Regions from separate parts of the Pan troglodytes genome. Here region 2 is linked to region 1. The links are chromatin contacts, called in public Hi-C maps. All regions are on one chromosome and are shown on one strand. Each heading gives the region's core, a stretch centred on a gene start, on an enhancer-like site or on the middle of the called end of the contact. The rest is flanking DNA. Distances are from core to core; before and after follow the strand shown. Region 1 has its middle 280 kb from the start of PARD3B. Region 2 holds the start of PARD3B (par-3 family cell polarity regulator beta).

The links. A called contact is a pair of places that touch in the nucleus more often than the background predicts.
Region 2: a contact with region 1 is called in a Hi-C map of stem cell-derived neural progenitor cells, with 2.8 times the contacts expected there. The contact joins the promoter of PARD3B here to the enhancer-like site in region 1. A contact is called at or near these places in 1 of 7 Hi-C or Micro-C datasets (stem cell-derived neural progenitor cells) and 1 of 1 other capture datasets (stem cell-derived neural stem cells).

Annotation. Positions count from the first base shown.
Region 1 is chr13:106,487,643-106,492,715 of NHGRI_mPanTro3-v2.0_pri, forward strand. No RefSeq gene overlaps it. Among named protein-coding and RNA genes, the nearest start is that of PARD3B, 280 kb to the right of the region's middle. Within about 2 kb of position 2,304, at least 7 of the 24 cell types and tissues checked have an H3K27ac peak or open chromatin away from gene starts, as enhancers often do. A contact at or near this core is called in stem cell-derived neural progenitor cells, where this site is marked.
Region 2 is chr13:106,772,560-106,777,632 of NHGRI_mPanTro3-v2.0_pri, forward strand. It overlaps PARD3B (par-3 family cell polarity regulator beta), which reads left to right and starts at 2,093. Exons shown (of 22, transcript XM_009444085.4): 1 at 2,093-2,736. The coding sequence starts at 2,617.

The DNA of each region.
Region 1 (5,073 bases), core at 1,054-3,553:
AATAAAATATGATTAATACAAGTCACATCGTGTTGGTTTCTCTGTAGTCATGGGACAGCCTTGCTCCCAACTCAAGTCTTGTTTCAGTGACCAGCAGGGTGTGTTGTCTCTGAGCTCACATTATTGTCCATGCCTCCCTGACACCACCCATTTTCAACATGGCTATCTGATCATGTTCTCCTGTATCCCCACTTTTTCTTTTCTCCTTTCCTAATTTTGCCTTTGAAAAGCAGTCACACCAGCACAATCCCCTCATGCTAAGACACACAGGAAAACTTAAATATTTGAAAACCTTTCATTCATGACATCAGTCCAAAGGTCATCAAACAAGCTGTCAGGGGACTATGCCTCCAGTTAAATGCAGCAGCCATAAAAGCACCTATGCCTGGGAACCATCTCCCTAGCAACAGAGTTCCTGATGGCCAATGGACACTCATTTTGAAGCACTAACAGGGTTTTTGTTTTCAAAGCATGTCTACTTCTTCTACTTTGATTAATCAACATCATCTCTTTTGGTGTGTGTTTAAGTGAAACAATAGATTACTGCTCAGCTACAGTTGAATGACAAAGGGTTTTCATGAATCTCAAGAAGAAAAAGCAAAAAAGCAAAAATCTACAATGGATTTTGTCCAAAGGGAAAACTTAAAAACCTCTATTTTCCTTGCTGCCTAAGTTCTTGTAAGCAATTATGTTTAGAATAGTCTTTTGAAGCATGAACCATTCCTCTCTATATCACCAAAAATGTGGAGTAGTCCACCTTTTTCAGCTTTCTTTTTGGCTTAGGATACTTGAAACCTTACAGATAATTCATGCTTGGTTTACAAGAGTAACATTTAGAATAGTGCCCCAAATCATCTCCCAGTGATTCTTAGAACTCTGTTTTTTCAGACTCTGAACTCTGACAACTGTTTTGGACTTGCCTTTTGTTTCTGGCAGGGAGGGTTAAAATGTGTTTAGGAAGATACATTTCTCAGGGAATTTTTTTTTACTCTCTCTTCATTGGAATCCTTTTCTCAGCTTTAGACAGTTTAATGATTCTATGACACTAGGAATATGTCTGTGATGACTTTGCTTCACCTTCTTATGTTGGGACCAGCATTCTTGAATTATTCCAATACCCCTTAAGGTCTTCATCCACACTTGATTAAGATACTTAAAACAAACAGAGGCACTCCATTAAAATGTATCATCCATTAGTTTCTGGCTGAGTTTCTCTTCTAAATCCCTAAACACATGTGAAAAGGTAAAATGAGGAAGTAGAATTCTGTCTTGAATTCAGTTCTAAATACTTAGATGATAATTCTTGACTTTTAAGTCAAAATGCTCGTTCACTGCCTGGCAAGGAAGAATACAAAAGAAGCCATGTGCTTGATTTTGTATGTAATGAACATGTACTGAAATGCATTTGCTTTTGTCTTGCACATGCTCATTTTAAAGATGATTCATACAGTGGATTGAGACTGAATTTTCTTCTAGGCTTCTTCTAGGAGGGGCACTAAATGGGGTGGGGGAGCTATATTAACAAGCGGGTCTTTCATGGAGTCCTAAAAGTCACCACGAGGTGGCAGACGAGCACAATATGAAGAAGGATTTACATCCCAGGGGGCCAACTCCTGGGCTCTGCTAATGGCTTGATTTTCCACTTACATGCAAGAAAATGCCATGGAAACTTTTGTTTCCTCTTTGAGTGAACGAGGAGGGAAAGGGATGGGGGAGACACAAAGTCCCCTTCCACTGTGTGTTGTCTGCTGCCCCATAGCCACATCTGGACATTATAAATCATGCATTGTTGGAGTTCAGCATTTTCTGATCTTAGCAACAGCCCCATTCTAAGCAAAAGGGAACCAGTATGTTTGGTTCAGCTTAAAAACAACTAAAATCACAGGTTAATGGGAGGAAAGAAAATAACTGTACCAGAGGAAAAAGCAACAGTGGAGCTTTTCTCTACAACCAGTACTGGGCAAGTAACTTTAGAACATAACAGGTTGCTGGTCCCAGCTGCCAATTAGTTCTTACCCTGTAACTTGTTCCTGCTCCCACGACAGGGACACGAAACTGCATGCGAGTCTTACAATAAAATTCCCTCTCTGTTCATAGCTCCTCCCACTGCCCCCTGTCCACCAACTAATTATTTATTATTATTATTACTTTTTAGTCTCGACAATTGCTTGATATTCCACAGAACCTGCTTAGAAAAGGTGTGACATTGCTGCCTTTCAGCAGAAAATCACTGTGGGTGTTGCAGCTGCTGCGTTCTAGCTCAGCTGAGTCTGATGCCTCCATCTGCCTGCCTCCTGCATTCCCCAGCTCATGGATCTCCATGCAAAATACCTTTAGACCATTTGCACTAGGATCTGTCTAATCTCGTTAGATTTCTCATTTTCAGCATAATACTGTCATGGTGCTGTGCACCAGTGCCCCAGATTAGTGGCTTGTCAGAATGGTGCCCCACTAATGAGCTAATCCAAATAATGCTCAAATCCCAAATCAGATTTAAGACGATCCAGTCTGGGTAGAATTAGGGAGCAAGAAATCCTGGCCCAAAGAACAAGTTTTCATTTTCTTTGTTTCTCCTTAAAACAAAATAGGGGGAGTGCCTGTCAAACTCCAGACTTTTTTTTCCCCTTTGTATGACATTAACCTCCATTACACAATTGGGAATAATAAACAGAAAAGAGTACACCTGTATGGATTGGTATAAATTTACCTTAGAGGATTAGAAAACACAGACACACACAGACATATGCGAGCTTAATATATTCAGCAGATCTATGTCCTTCACAGCTTCTAGTTTTCCTGACTTTCCTGTGAGCTTGACCTTAAGACCTTGTAGATTTTGAGTCTGATGTATTTCAGTGGTGACCTTAGGATGTAGGGTTAGGTCAAAAAAAATTTTTTTAAAGCTTATTTGTTTTCTTATTTTCCCTCAGGGTAAACCTGGGCTCCAGAAATTCCAAACTGTATAATAGCAAAGTTAAGGTCAGGACCCTGACAAAGGAGCTAAGGAGACAGAATGCAAGCAGAATCATTTGGGTTTCAGGTGTTCTTGAAAATGAAGCTTTGGCTTAAAAATGCATGCTTAGAAGGGTTTCTTGTTTCTGTGCCTTTCTAGTTTTGGGAGGAGTGAAAGACATGATTGCTGCTGGCACAAAGGTCATTTTTATGAAGGCCAACTAGTGGGCCCACAAAGAGCAATAGGAGAATCAGCTGCCTCCCAGTCTCCTCCACAGGGCATCCACCCAGGCACTGTCACAGCTTCACAGCCTTTCACGTTGCTGCTGTATAAAGCCGAAAGAACATGGCTTGGCTTTTTAAGAGTCAATTCAGCAAAGCAAGGCAGTTTGCCATGTGTTTTGACACACAAACGGAGCCAATTTGTTATTCGAATGGTAGCTTCAGAATACAAAAATGGACCATTCTGTCCTTTAACTTCTATAGGCTTTTTTTGGGAAAGCATCTCATTGCTTTCCTGTCAGTGTCTGGTAGTCCATTCCCCAAGGTCTTCAGAAATGTTATTTTAATGAAGCTCCAATGAAGTGCCTCAGCTTTATTTCTTCTTTTTTTTTTTTTTTTTTTTTGAGACAGAATCTCACTTTGTCGTCCAGGCTGGAGTGCAGTGGTATGATCTCGGCTCACTGCAACATCTACCTCCTGGGTTCAAGTGATTCTCCTACCTTAGCCTCCTGAGTAGCTGGAAATATGGGCACCCACCACCATGCCAACTAATTTTTTGTATTTTTAGTAGAGACGGGGTTTCACCATGTTGGACCAGCTGGTCTCGAACTCCTGACCTCAGGTGATCCGCCCCCGTCTGCCTCACAAAGTGATGGGATTACAGGCATGAGCCACTGCGCCCGGCCATCTTCTCACTTTTTGTACTTCCGTTTGATATGTGTGTAGCTTTATAATCACTAGACTTTTTAGATTATAAGCTATTCAAAGAAAGTTTTGAGTTTTGTGCTTAATGGAGTTCTATTGTTTTGGAAATTATACAAGCTTTACACACTGATTTCAAATTTGACCACATCATACACAGTCACGAACACAGGAAGACTATCTGGAACTCCAGGGTCTCTGTTGAATACCTCCTTGAGAGGTGGCAGCTGTAACTCTCATTCCTTCACCACTTTTCTTTCCCCGTTGCCACGTTCGGAAACATATAGAATTATACTGGTTCCCATAACTCAGCTAGGTCAACAGACACTCTGTCACCAGTGGGATGATCAGACAAAGAGACTGATTTTATTTATTTTCCTATTTGATAACAGAAGGGAAGATTGACAAGGGAAATGAACACATGTACCTATAAAGACTTGTACCTAAATGTTCATACCCACTTTATTCACAATAACCCCAAACTGGAAACAGACCAAATGTCCTCAGCTAGCAAGCAGGTAAACAATCTGTGGTACGTTCATACAACGGAACACAACGCAGCAGGCAATAGGAACCGATCACTGAAAATGCAACAACACAGAAGAATCTTGAAAGCACGAGCTGAAAGGGGCCAGAATGAAAAGGCTGTATCCTGTGTGATTCCATTTGTATAAAATTCTAGAGAAGGCAAAATCATAATGACTAAAATCAAATCAGTGGTTGTCTGGGGCTGGGACTTGGGGTTGGGAAAGAGAATTGGCTGCAAAGGGCAGGAGAAAACTCTTTTGGGGTAGGTGGAAATGTTCTGAACGTGGCTGTAGTGATAATTACACAAAGGCACATGTTTGTCAAAACTCATGAAATTGCACACTTCGAACAGATGGATTTTTTTTTTTTTTTTTTTTTTTTTTTTTTTTTTTTTTGTAGACACATGGTCTCACTGTGTTGCCCAGGCTAGACTTGAACTCCTGGGCTCAAGCAATCCCCCTACCTCATCCTCCTGTGTAGCTGGGATTACAGGCACCCACAACCATAGATGAATTTTATTGCACCTAGATTATGCCTCAGTTACAAAAAATTTTTAAAATCCTTTTTGGGTGGATGAGTTTTTATATTTTATGAAACTGTCATCAAATGAAAACACAAGAGCCAGAGTGAACCATTTTGTGTCTGTTTCAGCTTCATCACCTATTAGCT
Region 2 (5,073 bases), core at 843-3,342, 280 kb after region 1:
TCATACTAACTTAGGGCTATAAAAGGTCACCCCATGGTGTGCAGGATTGCACAATGCACTGTTCACATCCTTGTCTAGAGTCATCTCTTCCTTCATCTCACAATGGCATGGCCTCTGCTGCATCCCCTAGGTCCCGATTCCAACTTCCCAAGTGGAATTGGGAAAGCCGGAGTGTTCTTTATGGTTCACTTGGGGATTCTCAAAGCCAGGACTTTGGGTGGGAGGTTCTAGATATTGGGAAGGAGCTAAACCTGGGCTAAGAGGGAATTTGTGGCGAAGAGGAGGAGCTATTCATGACCCAAGCAGCAGAAAATGAGTCTGGAGCAACTGTAAAGCAAAAAGCCATGATGTAGGAAGGATGGCAACATGCAAAGTTATTTCCTCAGTGGAAAATCTTTGCTCTGTACCATTCTATAGGTCCATGAAATACCGAATATTAAAAGTGAGGGCCACACATTAATGCATGGCATCAGTATCTATTTGTTTGTTTGATTCACTCATTGGTACTTCTCATGTAAGAAACAGCACAGCAGTTACGATGAAGACTCTGGAATCAGATGACCTGGGTTTTAAGCCAGCCTCTGCTACTTTCTAAGAATGAGATTTTAACTAAATCATTTAACCTCCTTTGGCCTCAGCTCCTCATCTCTAAAAAGAGGATATATTGTCTCCTTTGAAGAGAGCTGGCCTGAGAATGGAGACCACACTGAGGAACAGATAGAGCTAAGAGCTGGACAAAGCTAGCTGGCCCCTGAGGACATAGTTTGAGTTCCTGCTTTCAACCTTGCCTCAATGGAGTGCCCTCTGGATCTTCTGATTTTATGAGGTGATCAATTCTGCCTTTGGTTTATTTAAATGTAAATTAGTTTGTATTGGATTTACAACCAAATTACAATGGACTTGGTTTACATGATCCTCTTGGTTTGCCACTGACTTTCTATACATAGAAGACAACCAATATATACTTACTGAATTTATGAATGAGCTAAAATTTATTTTTCTAAAAAACCTCTTGAAACCCATGAATTTAATCTCCTCTGCATTATCATACCATCCTAGGCAATTCACGTTCAATTTAAGTGTGTCCACATAGGAGCACATCCTTCTGTAGAGAAACACATGATGCAGCCCTGAGGGTCTTGCTGGATGAACTGGATGGCTAAGAAAACTGCAGGGAGAGACCAGAGATTGAGCTCAGAAGACCTGAGTTCTTTTCAACAGAACTAACACCATGGTCTGCTCAGTCTCTTGACCTCTCCGAGCACCATTCTTGATGCACAAGATGCGAAGAATAATATCTACCTACAGGGTAGTTGTTAAGCTCAAAGGAGCTCATTTACATGAGAGCTAAGAATGAAACTAATGTAGTTTGTTGGTTTCCCCCACATATTCCCATTTCAATTGGTGATGGATACACACCTGCCAAATCATGAGCCTAAGGGTGTTAACTTTTTTTTTTCCTAATAAAATGCACAACGGTAGTCGCATTCCAGAAGGCTATGCGTCAACACACGCGATCATATCTGGGTCTTGGGTGTGACCTTTGGCCAAATACTCAGTGTCCTCGAGGGTCTGTAAAAGGAAAAGTTTCCACTGGCGCGTTCTCTCCAAGGTTCGCTTCAGCTCTGCTATCGCAGGGCTCCTGAGGGCAGCGGCAAGGGCTGTGCTTAAGGCGAGTTCCTAACAGGCCCTCGGGGCACTCCTGCATCTCAGCACCCGGCAGCCTCGCCCCTTGGGTGTTTTTGGTGGGCGTGACTAGAAGCACCTGCTCCTGGGCTCCTTTTGCATCTTGCTGCAGTCCCCTCCTGTGAAGGGCGCAGCTCTGCAGTCTCCTCGCTCTTCCCTCGGGTGTTCTTTCTGAGATCCGGTTTCAATCCTCGAGCGTGTAGCCCTCGGGTCCCCTTACAACTCCCCAGAGCTCCGTGTGCATGCGTGCGAGAGGGAGAGAGCCAGGGAGAGACCCAGGTGACGAGACGAGACTCCCGGGCTCCAGTTACTGGCCCGCAGGGCCGGGGCACGTCGTCGCCCAGCGTGCGGCGGGGCCCGGGAGCGCCGCGGCCCCTTTAAGAGCCGGGCCCAGGCCGTCCCCGGGACCGCGGGAGCCCAGAGCGCGGGCGCCGCAGAGGAGTTGGGAGCCGGCGCAAAAGTTTCCTCCCAACTCTGGCCCCGTGCGCCGCCGCCGCCGCCGCCCACTCCAGCCCCGGGCTTGGGGCCGGCCCTGCCAACGCCGCCAGGGCCAGGGCCAGGGCCAGGGCCAGCGACAGGGCAGGGCCGGCAGTTTCGCTTTGGTGGGCGCGGAGCAGCCGCCTGGGCCGGGCAGGAATAGGAGCGGGAGGAGGAGGAGGAGGAGCCGGGCCGCGGAGCTGCCGCGTCCCGGGGCGCCGGGCACCTGGGAGGTAACCCCTTTCCGCGGCCGCCCCTCCCCGATTCCCGCCACCTGCCGCCTGGCCAGGTGGAAGGGGCGCTGCCGCGAGCCTCCGGGCCTCAGGGTGTTCCGGGGAGCGGCGCCCCGGGTCTCCGGGCCCACCCGCCCCGGGCGTTCTCCGAGAGTGGGGGCTGCGCCCGCGGGGTCAGACACCTGTTCGGCCCGGCCCGGCGTGGTCGCCGGGGGCCAGGATGAAAGTGACCGTGTGCTTCGGCAGGACGGGCATCGTGGTGCCCTGCAAGGAGGGCCAGCTGCGCGTCGGCGAGCTCACCCAGCAGGCGCTGCAGCGGTACCTGAAGACCCGGGAGAAGGTGAGCGCGGCGCGGAGGAGGGGGGCGCGGCTGCAGCCAAGGCACCTGCCAGGTGCGACCCGGTGGCGACACTCAGGGGATGCAGAAAACCCAGGGGATTATGGGGCACTGCCTGTAGCTGCAGCTGTTGTCTATTGCTAATATCAGTGATGTGGGTGTCTTTGGGTGTTTGTGGGCCTTGAGCTCCGAGGGTCGTGAGTGGACCTGCAGCATTGGAATCTCTTGGGAGCTTCTTAGAACTGCCCAATATGGGCAGTTCCCCAAACCCACCGACTCAGGATCTGCTCAGGTGATTGGAGTGCCCACTGAAGTTTGAGAACCACTGGTTTAGAACTTGTTTGAGGGAACGTCTTAAAAGGTGCTGCTCACCTAAGTGTGATTTTTGACCCATTAAGGCCCGCCTCACTTAGGCTCCTTGGAGTTAGAAAGTTGATTGTGCAAGTGACACATACTCGGAAGTTACAACTGATGGGGCCTTTGGAGTTTCAGCCTTGTGAGCTGCCCTGTCTCAGTGACTTGGGCAGGAACACAGGTGGGAGCATGCTGTTTGCTTAGCCAACCTGTCTACATTTTGAGTGTTTTCAGTTTAATGTCACAGATTCTATGACCATTTACTATGTGTGTGGGCTGTTGTCAGGTCCTGAGTGACTATTAAAATGAGAAAGACGTTCCTAGCTCTGTAGCTGAAGTCAGGAACAAGTATACATTAAGTGACAATTTTTTTTTAAGTGTGCAATACTTGTTGAGAAAATATCTGGCACTAGAACTTATGCCAAGTATTTGGGTAACATTGGGCCTCTGGGACTTCCTCAGTGAAACTTCTAAATGAAAGCATTGAATAACCTTTTAATTTTTTGAATCTTCACATGGAACATTTTGTATGTCCCAAATGCTCCTCAAACAGGGCAAGTCACAAATTCTTGTTTTAGCGGCCAATGGTTCTCTTAATATTTGGTCTCATGCCATGTGACTAAAATAGTGGGTTGGCCAATCTAGTGATGGAAAAACGTAAGTTTTAATTTCTTTTAACTTCTTGTCGGTTATCCAAAGCATAAAAGTAATTGTTTCTTACAAGTGTATAGCTTAGGGGTTTAAGAAAATACTTGCACCTTCTTTGCCTCCATGAAGAATTATTATACAGAAAAAAAATTCAGCTCTGGACAAATATATGTGCATATTGCTTTGGATACTCAAGAACTGGAGGAGAGTACAATGAAAGGTCTGTTAATATATTAAATATAACCCCTAAAGATGAACTCTTTACTGATGGAATTGAGGTAGAGGAGGGAAAAAATTAAAGTGGTTTATAAAGCTGTGTGAAAATCTACTGCCATGTTATGTGTGTGTGTGCACGTGCATATGTGTTTGCCATTGTTAAAATAGTGTTTGCTGTTTAAATCATGTAATTCAGTTAACTGAGATTTAAACAAGTAACCAATTGTCTATTAAATCATATTTCACTAACTTTTGAAAGTGAGCTAAGATTAATAGTAACAATATTACTCCAGACAGATTATTGAAATAGATCTCATTGAGGGATTGTCTTACCAAATTGAAGTTACTTTTGAACTATTAAATAATTTATGCTCTCAAATCTTGTATATTTAGAAGTTTAGTACAGGGGGCTATCCAAGTAAGAGATAAACTACAAGCTTGTAAATAACATGAAGAGAAATAACCAGCTGATATTTAATTCACTATAATTTGATCTTAAAAGGTGTTAAAAAACTATTGACATTCTGGAATGGAAACGTAACTTATAATATCACAGAACAATGTAGTTGCATTGATCAGTTTACTATTATTACCAGACTTATATTTTTCTGTTTACATTTATATATTAGTGAATGTGACATTTAAAGGTCACCTGCAGCATATAAATCCTTCCTCTTATTTTCACTTTTAAAATTTCATTTTAAGAAGTAGTAAGTGATGATTTTTCCCCTCCCCAAGTATTCTTCTCCCATAGTTTTATTTTAAATAATATTGTAATCATAACAAGATTTAACTAATATTAAATTGTATTCATAATGGCACTAAAAGGTCAATAAATACTCTAACAAATTCCATGCTTTTATTCATTTTTTTAAATGAGAAAAGGCCAGAAATGTCAAAATTCAATTTGAAAAACAATGTGTAATAAATTCACTTTCTGAAAATCAGTGAATTTCTGCACTTCGTAATAATAATCACACTAACAAATAACATGTATTGTGCTTATTCTGTGCAGGCCCTGTTTTAGGAACTTTATGCTTATGACTTACTTCTCCCAACAACCTTAGGAGATGGGTACTATTATTATCCCCATTTTACAAATCAGGGGAAAAAGAGACACAG